Linked DNA regions of Mus musculus: region 2 is linked to region 1. The links are chromatin contacts, called in public promoter capture Hi-C maps. All regions are on one chromosome and are shown on one strand. Each heading gives the region's core, a stretch centred on a gene start, on an enhancer-like site or on the middle of the called end of the contact. The rest is flanking DNA. Distances are from core to core; before and after follow the strand shown.

The links. Promoter capture Hi-C pulls out the DNA fragments that hold promoters and counts their contacts.
Region 2: a contact with region 1 is called in a promoter capture Hi-C map of pre-B cells. The contact joins the promoter of Pign here to the promoter of Ppip5k2 in region 1. A contact is called at or near these places in 5 of 39 promoter capture datasets (the C10 cell line, cranial neural crest, hippocampal neurons and 2 more).

What each region holds. Positions count from the first base shown.
Region 1 is chr1:97,767,138-97,774,253 of GRCm38.p6, forward strand. It overlaps Ppip5k2 (diphosphoinositol pentakisphosphate kinase 2), which reads right to left and starts at 2,955. Exons shown (of 28, transcript NM_173760.5): 1 at 2,718-2,955. Gin1 (gypsy retrotransposon integrase 1) reads left to right here and starts at 3,035. Exons shown (of 8, transcript NM_026250.3): 1 at 3,035-3,118.
Region 2 is chr1:105,660,594-105,667,709 of GRCm38.p6, forward strand. Pign (phosphatidylinositol glycan anchor biosynthesis, class N) reads right to left here and starts at 3,083. Exons shown (of 31, transcript NM_013784.3): 1 at 2,907-3,083. It overlaps Relch (RAB11 binding and LisH domain, coiled-coil and HEAT repeat containing), which reads left to right and starts at 3,268. Exons shown (of 29, transcript NM_173187.4): 1 at 3,268-4,040. The coding sequence starts at 3,515.

The DNA.
Region 1 (7,116 bases), core at 1,705-4,204:
TTAAGTAGAGAATTTATATTTTAATGAACTGACAGGCAGCTAGGTTTGAGACTTAACACTAGTTAAAAATCGAAATGTGTTTTAGTTTACTAGTTTCCTCACATGGCAAACAGCAACTAGGAAACCTTAACATCTCTCAGAACCACTTGGTGGACTGGAGCTATTAAACTGTAAGGTCTAGGGTTGAGTGCAATATTTTGCCTTCCTAAAATTCCAAGGTGATGCTGACATTGCTTGGAATCTCACCGTAAGAACTGCTCCACTCTTGAAAATTTAACTTTAACTCTTGCTCCCCACCCCAAAATTCCTTAGCAGCTCTAGGCAGCAGACAGAATGAGGTTATACATCACATACAGTTTTGAAGATTAAATGAGAACGCAGGCGGCCAGAACAGCTAGCATGCAGTAAGGACTCTGTAAACATTAGCTGTTTCTATAACTGGTTAACTATGGTTATAAATAAGATTTTTCTGACTTTAACTGGCAAAAAACAAACATAAGCAACTCAGTTTAGAATGAACCTTCTAGCGAAGGCTGCCTGTGCAGATCCTCTTCTGATGGTCTTTGTGGAGACCTTTTTCAAGGCTCCAGTTTTACTTGGCTGCTCCACACCGGACGACCTACTGCCCTGGACAAACAGTCCTCTCTCTCATATGTTTACTCATTCTGGCTTGAGCTGCCTCTTCCTTAAATTAACACCCCGAATAAGCCATCAGTCCTGTATAGTATCTAGAGTTCCCTTACAAAAGTCCCCCAAGCTATCTTTCCATAGGTTCCACTAAAGTCCAGAAGTCCAGCCCCGGAATTAGTAAATTTCCACTAAAAATAAAAAAATTAAAAAGGAAACTGGAGCTCCATCAACTGCTGTTCAACCGGAATACAAACACATAACTGGTTTTCCTGAGATCCCAAAGCATTTTCTAGTGGAAACTTTATTATAAATGATAGCTAAATTCCAAGGCACTAGGAAGAAGTTACATAAAAAGTGTTAAATATTGGTTTCTTCCTGCTAGGAAAGGCAAGCTAGAATAGGTTTTTCGATTATATAAACCAAGACAGTTCCAAGTTCCATACAACTTTGGCAAATGACTGATTCCTCTCCCTCTTCAAAAGGTATACCTCTTTCTGCTGAGTCAGCATTTCTGCCTGGAATTTACCTTTCTGCTGAGTTAGCTTTTTGGTTTGGATTTTATTGCCATTTTAGAGGTAGTTCCTATTCCTGAAATAAACTGGAAGACTTCAAAGAATGCTTCCCAGACTCTTCTCATGCATCTACCAAACCCCAAACACATTTCTTAACCTTTTTGTCTCCTTGTGCTCCATACGTACCTTTCCCAATGATCTGTTTCACACCTGACAATGATGTGAGTGCTCAGGGTTTTGTTTCTAATTATCAAACATTTCAAATTATCAGAAAAACTAAATGAACTACTCTTATGCCTAGTATTAGATTCAATAGTCTATCAATTGTTAAATTTAATACCTTTATAATTACCTAAAAACTGAGATAGCAAGCATTGTACAATTATGAGCCTTCTAGTCATCAGTTTTTCCACTTGCCTTTTCAAAAAATAGCCTATGCTGCAGAAAATACATTCGACAGTCTGAAATATGTAATTCTACAGCACATACAGAATTTGCAGAAAGATCACGACTGTCATTTGTCACACACATATACACAAGCACACTATGGATGCATAACCTCTGATAGTTAGTGAAGAAACTGGAATAACAAGAGCAATGGCAGGACAATAGAATACAGATGCTGGATTCAGATCTAGTTTCTAGTAAACACTCAAAGGTTTTCCTGTGGCAAAATGTAACCAGGGTAAGTTCCACTACCTCACTAACTTTCCATTTTCCGGCTTAAAAATATAATAACCTAACAACCTTCACGAGCCTCTTGAAAGGATGAATGACAATATATGTGCAAACCATGTGGTACTGTTACACACTAATATCAGCTATCGTTATATTATTGCTCAAAAACCACGGGTTTCAGTTAGAAAAAAAAAACTGTAATAGTGAAACAAAATCCTGCCCCGGTATAGGCTAATGCTTAAGTCAGCCATGCTTCCTACTTCTGTGTCTTCCAGGACGCAAAAAGCAAAACGACCATTACCACAAACCTCAAGAATGGTAACTCTCAGGAAGTTGTCCAGAACCTCCAGGATGAGATCCAAAGGTCACTATCTACATGGGAGGACGCAACGCTGTGTAATCGATAAGGCGCGGGTGCGGCATTGACCTGCAACCTCGTCTCTTACCTTGCAACGCCGCTGTGCACACACACACAGTGCTTTTGTTCTTTGGAAGTGGGTGTGGAAAGCAAAGACAAGCAGAGCAAAGGATAGGGAATGAAACAGACACCTCTCCCCACAGAAGAAGCCAAACAACGGCGCACCCCTCGGTGAACGGAGATCCAAATACAAGTCGAACGTGGGTAGCTCCCTAACTAGCGGGACTGCAATTTCGGGCTTTTCAAACTCTAGAAATGAAAAGAGGAAGCGACTCGGGAAGCGGAGGAGAAATCAAGCCTGAAAGGGACCCTGGGGATGTTCTGTCACTCGTCCACAAGCACGCTGCCCTCCGCGACTGTCCGTGGCTCTTGCAAGACCACGTGTCCCGCATCCGCACCGTGGAGCAGAGACAAAGCAAACACCTGGAGGCGGCGGCGAGCCTCGGGCTGCCGGAGATGTCGCCTCTCCCGGTCCTCACCTGCCGTGGCTGCGGGCAGCAAGCGATCTGCGGGAGATGCTTGAGCCCATCCAGGTTTCGGTTCCTCCCCCTTTAATTGCGGGGGCGAGGGAAGGACGCTTGTGCCGAGGCGGCTCTCGGAGGCGTGGACCTGAAGCTTCCCTCGCCGGCCACCGCGGAACCGCTGGCACTGGCACACCTCAGGAGCCTCCGACACGCCTCTTCCCTGCCCGCCCTCCACAGGGCTCCCACGGAAACTGCACCGGCCGGAACAGTTTCCGGCGGACCAACGACCCGCCTGAGCCTTCCTGTTCCACAAGCGCCACCAGAACTCCGACCCCCGGCAGTTCCGCTTCCGGTAGCACCAGATAAATCGCGAGAGGAGAGTTAAAAACCTGCCGTTTGCACTTAGGACCACTTCGGTGAGTGGTCGTTCTAGTGTGTTCTGTCATACCTATTTTTCTTTATTTTTTTCTTCATTTTTTTTAAAAACGGAGACGTAGCCTTCCAGTAACTTTAAAACGGTCCCCTTCGACTGCTCTAAGGACGGGTTTGACTAGCGGAGGTTTCGCGCAGGCGCCGTTTGGGGCGGGAGGGCCTTGAACTTGCACAGCGCCGCGGATGGTGGCTGCAAAGAGGCGAGGACTGTTGGGCTCAGGGAGGTGGCGACTCGGTATAATTGAGCTGTCAACGGTCCTTTTCCTGCTTAGGCAAGGATTAGCGGGACCTAGCCCTCAGGGGTCCGTTAACGAGGTGTCAAAAAGCTTGCGGAGCTCTCCCTTGCCGGCGGCGGCGAATGCTGGACTGCCTTCAAAACTCGAGTGCAGCGGCGCTTGTCCGAAGCTGGAGGAGTTTCGTCCTGCATAGTAGTCACCATTCAGTGTGAAAACGTACACCTGTGTAAAGGAACGAGCTCAAGGGGGGTGGGGTGGGGACCTTAAAGCTCTAAAGGGAAAATACACTTTTTAAAAAAATCTCAATTTTCAAAATGGACCTGAATTTGTCCTGTGCGGCTTTATCTGTATGCATATGGAAATAAAGGGAAAAGAGGCAGGGTATGGTCTGAAGTATTGCCGCCTCAGGCTTATCCCTGCCTCCTCCCAGTTAATATATAATTGTACGGGTTCAGTTTTCAGAGATTAAAGCAGAATAATTCAAAAGTCGGAACCCTAATCCCACAATCCTGTGTTTATTAAAACATTACAACTTTTGTGTTTTGAAGTTAGAATACAAACTTACTGTGTAACCTTTCATTGGCTTTAATAGTAGCTTCATGCTAAAAATAAAAAGAATAGTTAATTGTTTTCATTGGTTACGCAAGACAAAATTATAGATGTTAAGCAATAAGTATTGGTAAAAATATTTGTTGTTCTTAACGTTGTACGAGGAACATGCTGTAAAGACCTAATCAAATATCCTGATGAAATTGCAACACTTTGGTGCTCAGCTTTTAACGGAATGCATATGCCCAGCTGCCTCACCCGAGCTGACCGGCCTCCCTATCATGGGACACAGGGCTGTCCAACTGTGACTCAGAATAAACCATTCTCCTTGGTGCCTTTCCTGCTCATTTTATAGTAACAGTGACACGGTAGCTAATGTGGGCAGCTCTCACAATTGAGAGGCTTCTGTACAGCAAAGGAAACATTTGAGTGAAAAGATACCCTGCATAGTAGGGAAAAACCATTCCCACTAGTAGAAGACTGCTGCCTGGAATGTGCAGAGAAATCAAAATACTAAGGAAAAAATACAGAATCCAGTTTTATAAGTGGGTAAAGGACTGAGTGAAAAATTCTCAAAAGAGAAATACATGTCATCGAAACTATGTTTTAAAACTGTTAAACATCTTTATCCACTAGGTAAATGCAGATTAAGACAAATTTGAAATTTCATCTTAGGCCATTAAGGTCACCATCCTTAAGAGGTCAAATAACAAAATGACAAAAGCATGCAGAGGTGGGAGGAAGGGAGCTCTTATTCAGTTCTGGTGGGGTATGAACGGGTGCGGCACTACATGGGAGTAAGCTCGGGGCCTCTCACAAACTAAAACTAGAACTTCCACGTGACCCAACTCTCCGGCTTCTGGGCATATCCCAGGGTATGTGAATATTTTCACAGAGACATTTACATACCTTTGCTTACTGCTCTTGTATTCACATTAGCAAGGAAATGAGATCACTCCAGATGTCCATCACAGAATGTCTGTAGAATACATGTGCTATGGACTGGTACTCAGCCTTAGAGGGAAATGACATTAATAAACATTTCAAAAGCAAACCAAAAGGAATGACACTGGAAAATACTGTCCTAAGTAAGTTAGCTCAGGCTGAAAAAGATACCTATGTTCTCCCGTGTTCTGACGTATTCTTCTTAGATCTAATCTTAAGACATAAATGTGTTAATTTAGGGGTGGTTATGTGTAGGGGCCAGGAATGGAGAAGAGAGTCCATGATGGGGCGGGGGGACCAGTTCTGAGGGAGGTAACGGAGACCAATTGAACACATATGATATGAACATGCAATAGAGAATACAGAGAGGGCGAAAATGTGAAAGGAAAAGGGAGAGAGGAGTGAGTGAACGGTGGGGCCAACAGGAAATAAGTATGAATTCCATACAGAATCCTACTGCTTTTTACGCTATTGTAATATCATAATAACATAATAACGATATAATATTTTAGATTGTAATAAAGAACTTATCCAATAGGGAGTTCTTCAGTGACAGGGTCTTAAGTGGGACGACCAGAGGATGAGAAGACAAAGAAGAAAGTAAAACCAGGATCAGGGATCTTGCCAAAGCTGATGGCTTATGTCAAGCAAGTTTATTAAGAAGTACAGCATTGTAAAAAGAAGTTTGAGGGAGAAGTGGGACCATGTCAGTGGAAGGCACTGTCACATAGTGAGACAAAGACAGCAGAAATGTTGCTAATCAAGTCATGGTGTGCAAAGGGAACACTGAGTATCTCTAGAGCACCAGGACTGAGTGTGCAGTGACCTTGGCACTCCTATCTATAGCAACATTCAGTGGCAAAGGTTAGGTTCTCCAGACCTAAAGCTACAGCTACCCCCAAGGCCCTGGTCCCAAGCAGACTCCAGGTTTTAGAGAAGGGACTGTTCCTTGCCACAGGGCCTCAGGGAAAAGCTCCCAAGTCATGTCCCTAGGCTATTACTGGCTCTGCCAGGCAACACTAGATGGTAATTTATCTAACCCAGATACACTCGGTTCCTAGAAACCACCATTCTATTTTCTGTTGATATGAATTTGACAACTTTTGCCTTTTAAAGAAATTACTTAGCATAATATCCTCAAGTTATATCCATGTTCTTTTTTTTTTTTTTTTTTGGTTTTTCGAGACAGGGTTTCTCTGTATAGCTCTGGCTGTCCTGGAACTCACTTTGTAGACCAGGCTGGCCTCGAACTAAGAAATCCGACTGCCTCTGCCTCCCAAGTGCTGGGATTAAAGGTGTGCACCACCACGCCCAGCTTATATCCATGTTATTACATGTGTTAGAATTAGCTCTTTTTAAAAGGCCGAATAATATTTCATTATGTATATAAGCCATATTTTTTATATTTATTTGTCATTAGGCACTTGGGTCCCATCCTGTTTTTAACTACTATGAGTGAAGCAGCTTGAGCTAACCTTTCAAAATAGCCTCTAACCCCACTATAAAGTAAACTTCACGAGGGTCAGGAGGATATGCGTTTTGTTGGTTATCATTGTATCTCCCCCCTTTTTTTTTTTTTTTTTTTTTTTGGTTTTTCGAGGCAGGGTTTCTCTGTGTAGCCCTGGCTGTCCTGGAACTCACTCTGTAGACCAGGCTGGCCTTGAACTCAGAATCCGCCTGCCTCTGGTATCTCCAATTTTGTTTCTGGCATGTGCCAGATAATCGTGTATGTGTGTGTTGGGGGTAGTCTCTCTGTCTTTCTGTCTGTGTATAGGTATACTATGCATGTGTGCAGTTGGGATTTAAAGCCAGGGCTTTATACATCCTAGTCAAGTACTGACTGACCCCCTAGGCTACATGCCTTGTCATGGTTCATCCTTTTAGAGATGCTTGAGAAACCATGATAGCTACATTTGTCATTTGCTTGAGGTATAGCCATCTACTATAAATGGCTGATAGCTCCATTTGAAACTAGAGCATTCAAAGTATGGTAGTGCGTGCCTCTATTTCTAGGACTTAGGGCTAAGGAAGAAGATTGACAAGTCTCAGGGCAAGCCTGAGCTTCATCAAAACCCTGTAAACTAAAACTCATTGTTTAATGATGATACCTTATAGCTAAATTGACCTGTGTAGGTTCTGATAGGACTATCTTAGCATTACAGAGGCTTATGTGGTGGTGTCTTATTTGATGGAGACAGTTGCACAGTTGAGGCTTCCTCTTCCCTGGTGCGTCAAGTTGACAGCCTAGATTA
Region 2 (7,116 bases), core at 1,833-4,332, 7.9 Mb after region 1:
ATTAAAAACTAACAAAGTATTAGAAAATATCAAACACTAAATCAAACAAACTTTGCATTTATATTATTTGTGGTTATTTAGGACTATGGAATTCTAAAATAATTTTAATATATAAATGATTTAAGTATTTAGGAGAAAAACCCTATCTTTTCTATTTTTATTGTTAAGAGACAAACTTCAATGACTATCCTTACTTATTCAGGTAAGATGTCAGCCCTAAAGACTTTGACCTAGGTCAGTCTTCCAAAGAAGAAAGACATTTTCCAACAACTATTAATAAATTATAAGTAGAGGGCAGAATTTCTTAATATCCCAGTGTGTGCATTAAAACTATTCAAGCATGATACTGAGAGGCAAAGTACCCTATGGGAAGATGGTTCAGCTGATTTGTTGAGAACTTGCAGTTAGACAAACAAGCCCTTAGTTATAGGATAGGAACTAGAAGCACTCCAGATGGTAGGTCAGCCACTAAACTCTACTTTCAACTTAAGACTCAAAGGCAAACCTTTTAAACCTATTTTTAATTTGTGCTTTCAAATTCAGTCCCTAAATTCATGCTGCTGCCTCTTTTTGCCCTACTGACATAACTTTCACAGGCTCTGCTAGTCATTGATACCCGTGTTTCAAAAACCTGCCAAATGTCCTCAGTATCCAGTATTTCATTGATTAACTGACTGTACTGGCTGGTTTTGTATGTCAACTTGACATAGGCTGCAGTTATCACAGAGAAAAGAGCTTCAGTTGAGGAAATGCCTCCATAAGATCCAGCTGTGGGGCATTTTCTCAATTAATGATCAAGGGGGAAGGCCCCTTGTGGGTGGGACGATCTCTGGGCTGTTTGTCTTGGGTTCTATAAGAGAGCAGGCTGAGCAAGCCAGGGGAAGCAAGCCAGTAAAGAACATCCCTCCATGGTCTCTGCATCAGCTCCTGCTTTCTGACCTGCTTGAGTTCCAGTCCTGACTTCCTTTGGTGATAAACAGCAATGTGGAAGTGTAAGGCGAATAAACCCTCTCCTCCCTAACTTGCTTCTTGGTCATGATGTTTGTGCAGGAATAGAAACCCTAACTAAGACACTGACCACACTAACATTTGCTGCCAACCAGCTACCAGGCACTGTGGCAAGAACATTCACAATTCTATGTACTTTCATTATCTCTCTGGGCAGATGAATGTAAGAGAAGATGGGAGAATTTAGGTCCAAACATTTTCAACGTCTCACAATAAATGATATGTATATGATGTGCCCTTCTATTATTTTAAGAGCAGTTTTCCTCAGGCACCCTAAAAGTATATTTCTAAGCATCGCCATTACAAAGAAGAAGAAAATACACATTTCTGCTCATGTTTTTCCCATGCCATTCACTAATCCTCCATTCCAAAATTTGGTTACATTTTTAATCTCTTTGACAATATCAAAGTTAGAACTGATACCCCCTTTTGCTAAGAAATGTGAAACATTAAAATATTGCTCATTCTATACTATTGCCATGTTACTGAGGATTTTTTTCCAGATTCATTAATAAATAGCACAGTACAGCATTTAGTCCAACGAATTGGAAGCTAAAAGTCTTATTTAAAAAAAAATCCTTACTACTAACACTATTTTTAAATTGCTTCACAATGTAGCAAGGGTCTTTATGGTCTTTTACTATTTGGGCTAACTTTCTCCCCATCTCCCGGTCTCCTATGCTCATTTAAACCACCCACCCCAACCTCCAGTATTCCCCCTCCCACCTTCATATCACATGTAACATACTTTAAAAGCTCCTGTTAAAAAGCCCAAATAATAACTATATAGTAATACCAACCAAAGAAAGCATTTCAGAGCCTCATTCAAATGAAATTTTAGTTTCCTGTGAGACTGATTAAACTGAAATTAAAACCTACACTTAACTGCTGGGATACTTTACATGTAAACCGGTAACCAGACCTGAGGTCATATAACAATGCTCTATTTTTATTTTCCACAAAGATAAAGGAGATACTTCATTATATATATCAGAGCAGATGGTTAGCACTGTTGGCTATTTATTTTGTTGTCTGTTAGGACCTGGTGTTAATAAGAACTTAATTCTAAAACCAGGAAAAAGTGGCATTCTATGTTTAACAAAATAGAAGATATGAGGGCTAGGAGTCTAATAGCGACAGGGAAACTTCTTATCACCTCAAACTACAATCAAGGAATAGCATAAAGGATAAATGATATTCCAAACCTACGAGTATAGTTATGTGCTAAATGTTTCATAAAGGCCATCAAATCTCTCTACAGAGTACAATTTTTTAAATCGCTAAAATTTGATTGATCCATAAAGAAAACCTCGATTCTAGCCTAAATGGACTTAGCAAGGTTTCAGGGGATTGTGGAAAAGAATGGTTTTGGACAAAAGATAGGTGATACTTGTTCCAACGAATGTGTCCTAGTGCAGTGGACATGACCAGGCCACTGAAGCGGCCCAGACAACTTAGTTGTACTGAAGAGATAGCGCTGATAGTTTGAAAAGTTCCTTTGATGTAAAGTGTATGTTAATTTCCATGGGTTTACATATTACTTAGTTTGTCGTCCAAGACCAGGCTGTTCACAGATGAGTGTAAAGGCATCTCGAAACTCAAATGTTGCAACTTCCGTCCAGGCTCTATCTGCACCCTTCAGCTTTCTAAGTCCTATTCCCGGACGGAGGGGGCGGGAAGGCGCCCTCCTTAACCACAAGGAGGCCATGCCGTCGCCAGATCTCCAGGGGAGAGAGCAGATGGCTGGGAAACTAGGGAAGAGCAAAGAAGCCAGATTCTGACCGCTGCTCAGAGCACTTGCTATCTGGGCGGTGACAGCAAACAGCGACAAAAAACTGAAGCGTGAAGGGAGAAGCGGGCGTGGGAACACCTTAAGTGCAAGGGTCCCGGGACTTTACCTGAGAACTATCCGGCTCAGGCCCAGTCTTGGGAACGGGACCTCCTCAGAACGAAGGCAGGACCCAGGGCGGTGAAAGATGTCGGGAGGGTTCCCTTCAACCCTCAAAAACCACAGCCAAATCGTACCCCTCAGCGACCTCCACCTCTACTGCTCCAGGGAACGCCCCCAACCTGCCCCAGGCCTTCGCTGCTCTCGCGATAACTCTCTGGCCAGGTCCTGTAACTCCAGCCAATCCTCGAGAGCTTGTGGGCGGGGTCTTATGTTTGAGCCTGGAGCGGTTCCTTCGATCTTGCCACTCCAAGGCCAGAGGTGGGTGGGGCTGAGGCGGGGACGGGGCGGGGCGAAGATGGGACCAAGCCAGTTCTCGCGAGACTAGGGACCAGGAAGACGCCTGCAGAGTCGGCTACTGGTGCAGCAGCGGCTGAGACGGGAGGTGCTGCTGCATACCGGGCTCCTGCCTCCCAGTCCGGCCTAGGCTCTAGGTGAGGAGAGGTGCGGTCGGCCTGGGCTGCCTAGGTGGTCGGCGGCTCTCGGGACCTAACGGGGATTCAGGCTGAGGGCCTGTCGGGCCAAGCAGGGAAGCACCCACATTCCTGACAGAATAAGATGGCGGCGATGGCGCCCGGAGGTGGTGGCAGTGGTAGCGGAGTAAATCCTTTCCTCAGTGATTCGGATGAGGACGACGACGAGGTAGCGGCAACCGAGGACCGGCGGGCAGGACTTCGGCTGGGTGCCGGGGTCGGCCTAGATCCTGGTTCTGCAGGCTCCCTGTCGCCACAGGACCCCATGGCCCTGGGAAGCAGCGCGCGGCCGGGGCTCGCTGTGGAGATGTCCGCCGCCCCGGCGGCTCCGGGGGGCAGCGGGGAGACCCCTGCCCGATTGTCAATCGATGCCATCGCCGCTCAGCTGTTGCGCGATCAATACTTGCTGACCGCCCTGGAGCTGCACACCGAGCTGTTGGAGAGCGGCCGCGAGCTACCACGACTGCGCGATTACTTCTCCAATCCTGGCAACTTCGAGAGGCAGAGTGGGACCCCCCCAGGGATGGGGGCGCCCGGGATCCCTGGCGCCTCCATCGTCGGAGGCGCTGGAGGTCGGGAACCGAGTACGACGTCGGGCGGAGGACAGCTCAGTAAGTAGGCGTCGCCTGTCACACCTGCAGATGGGGGATTAGAGTTGGAGTGCAGCTGAAGGGGATTGTGGGCGGGTACTGAGTCTAGGGTCGTCTTGAGAAGGGAGAGTATGTTGAGTGAGATGCGAGGTGTCCTGTGTACTGCAAACAGAAAGATCCTGCTGTAGCTCTTCTTTGCATTGGTTTCCGATCTTTGGCAGGTGTTGTACAGCTCCTGGCTCCCCGTTGGTGTTGGGACCTATAACATCAGGGTTTCCAGTTTATTGAGTATTATGGCACTCTAGAAAGCTTCCTTATTGCCTGGGCATTTTTCTCTAGGCAGTTTTCCTTTTTTCCCCAGGCTGTTGAATCACACTACGAGGAAATAAAATGTTTCTTAGTAATTCTTTGACTCAAGAAAAAGAACAAACAGGAAATGTCAGCCCTCTGTACTGAAGTTCAATCCACTGAAGATCTTTTGTCTTTGCTTTTCCATTATTTTGTATCATTAATATATGCTAATAAAAAGAAGGAAATGAGATGTGTCTGCTTCATAGAATGTTTTCTGTTTGAAATCAGTTTCACTACCCCAATTTCAATAGTATTCCGTATACAGGAAAGCTGTGGAACAAACAGACCAAGGATCTTTTACCAGCTTTCTTTTCAACATAGCACTGGGAAGGATTGTTTTTCTCTGAATAAGTGACTCTCACTTATTTTCTTTTTTTTTCTTTCTTTCTTTTCTTGCTACAATCATTCATTTTTAGCAGAGTAATCACTGGCCTAGTCATTATTTATATATAAGCTTTAATGAGAATTCTCACTGTCATCTTTAAGAGGCATCAAATTTTTCCATACTAATGCTAATACTTTGGTTCTGTGAACCCAACTGGAATTTACTAATAAATAAGCCTGATTGATTTCTAAATGTCTATACTTTTGCATGATACCAGAGGCTTGAAGTTGCTAAAGTTTGATGTCATAACACTGGGAAGGGTGAATTCTCTATCAGAGTAATCCTAAGCACATTTCCTTCTTTTATAATGTCTAAATTATCTAACATTGTCACCTGACAAACTATCTCACTGGGACTCAAATTTTCACTTATTTTATATATATATTACTTTATGTACATCCCAGACTTAGTTGTTTTTGGGGGGGGGGGGGGGAAGATGAGACAGGGTTTCCCTGTATAGCCCTGGCTGTCCTGGAACTCACTTTTGTAGACCAGGCTGGCCTTGAACTCAGAAATCCACCTGCCTCTGCCTCCGCCTCCCAAGTGCTGGGATCAAAGGCGTGCGCCACCACCGCCTGGCCCAGACTTAGTTTTAACCTACATCATAGCCTTTAGGGTTTCTTTGGTTTTTTTGTTTGTTTGGTTTTTGTATTTGATTCGTTTTAGTTATTAGCTTGGAGTTCTTGCCGCTCTCTCATTTTTCAGAAATGAGGGGGAGTGTTGACGGCATGACTACTAACTGGGAAATGAAGACTTTTTATATTTTTTATATTTTATCATTTAAGTGGCAGATCTAATATTTGAACCTAGATCTCTATCATAATATTGATTTTTACCACAGCTATATATTATGTCTGCTTCAGGACACAACTGAGCAAAAGTTAAGTTTTTTTTTCAGTATATGATCAAGTGAAGTAATCAGAGTAGGTCTTCACTCAAAATGGCCAATTAACACAAAAGGCAAGTGAGGTGATAAAGAATAACGTAATGGAGGAATTGAGAAAACATTGCACTGTGTTAAGGTGAGAGGATATGAATGATCTGAAAGGAGCATCACTCCTATTTCATCCAGGTAGTCACACTGCAGCATTAAACTCAAAGTTAAGACAATCACAATGCATGTGATTTAAAGCAATCCAGGATCATCAGCTAAGCCTCCACAGGGAACCAAGAATGTTTTTTAACAGAATTTTAAAAAATCTTCCAGAACTTAATACTATATTTTGATCATATCTATCTTCTGTTTCTTTCCCTAACTCCTCACTCATCATCTTCATGTCTCCCTCTCTTCTTTTTAAATAACCCACCAAGTCCTATATGGTACCCATATACTCAAGGATGTGAGCCCATTCACTGGAGCATGGTTACTCTACCATAGGCCATGCCCTTAAAGAACTGACTCTTCCTGAGAAGCCACCAACTGTCTCCCTGGCTCCTCAGGTAATTGTGTGGACCTGTGAGTCCCTCCCTGCTCATTGTTGATTGGCTTGATCTTGTGCTGGTTAGCTGCTGTGAGTTCATGGGTGCCACATTCCGGTGATGTCCAAAAGACACTCTTTTGCTCTGGTCCTCACTAACCTCTGGCTCTTAGGGTCTTTCAGAGCCCCTCTTTTGCAACAGCCTATTGAAAGACATTGGTGGGGTTAGGGGTGTATGGTATAATTTTCTCATTTGCACTCCACTGATATTCCCTGATCATTTGTGAGTTTCTATATTAACCAGATCCATGCACATTTATCAACTATTCTCAATCAAATAGTCTAAGAAGGCCAAATTAGTTTGTTGATCAAGAAACTTAGCTACATGGTTGCATGTGATATTTCTGGTGACAGCATGCATGGTTCAGCCTAAGGGAGAATAAAAGTTGTAAGCATGGGTGTAGCCTTCCCAATTGTCTCGCCCATTTCAAAAATTACAAGTCAGTTTGTTTTTAAAACCTGCTAGTCCTGTTGTGGAGGTATAAGATTGCTCAAAGTAATGTCATCAGATTTTTTTATGTAATTTCTGCCATCTCTTGGTTCTGTATTTGTGTGCTACCGTGGTTCATACTTGAAGCTTGCATCTGAACCACCAGTTTTACCCTTATCCTATGCCTTGATCTTGTCATCTTATCTTTCCTTTTACTTTATTTTTCCCCTACTTTACTATTATTACTGATACAGATTTATAAATTTCCTTGTATTGGGATACAAATGTGAAGTAATCCTATGTACAAGATATAAAATATTAGCAGAAATAGATAAGATCAAAAAGTATGAAATGAAACCAGTGTCATGGTGCACAGATTTAATCTCAGCAGGTAGAATCAGGCAGATCTCTGAGTTTGGAGCCAGCCTAGTCTACAGAGCAAGGTCCAGGACA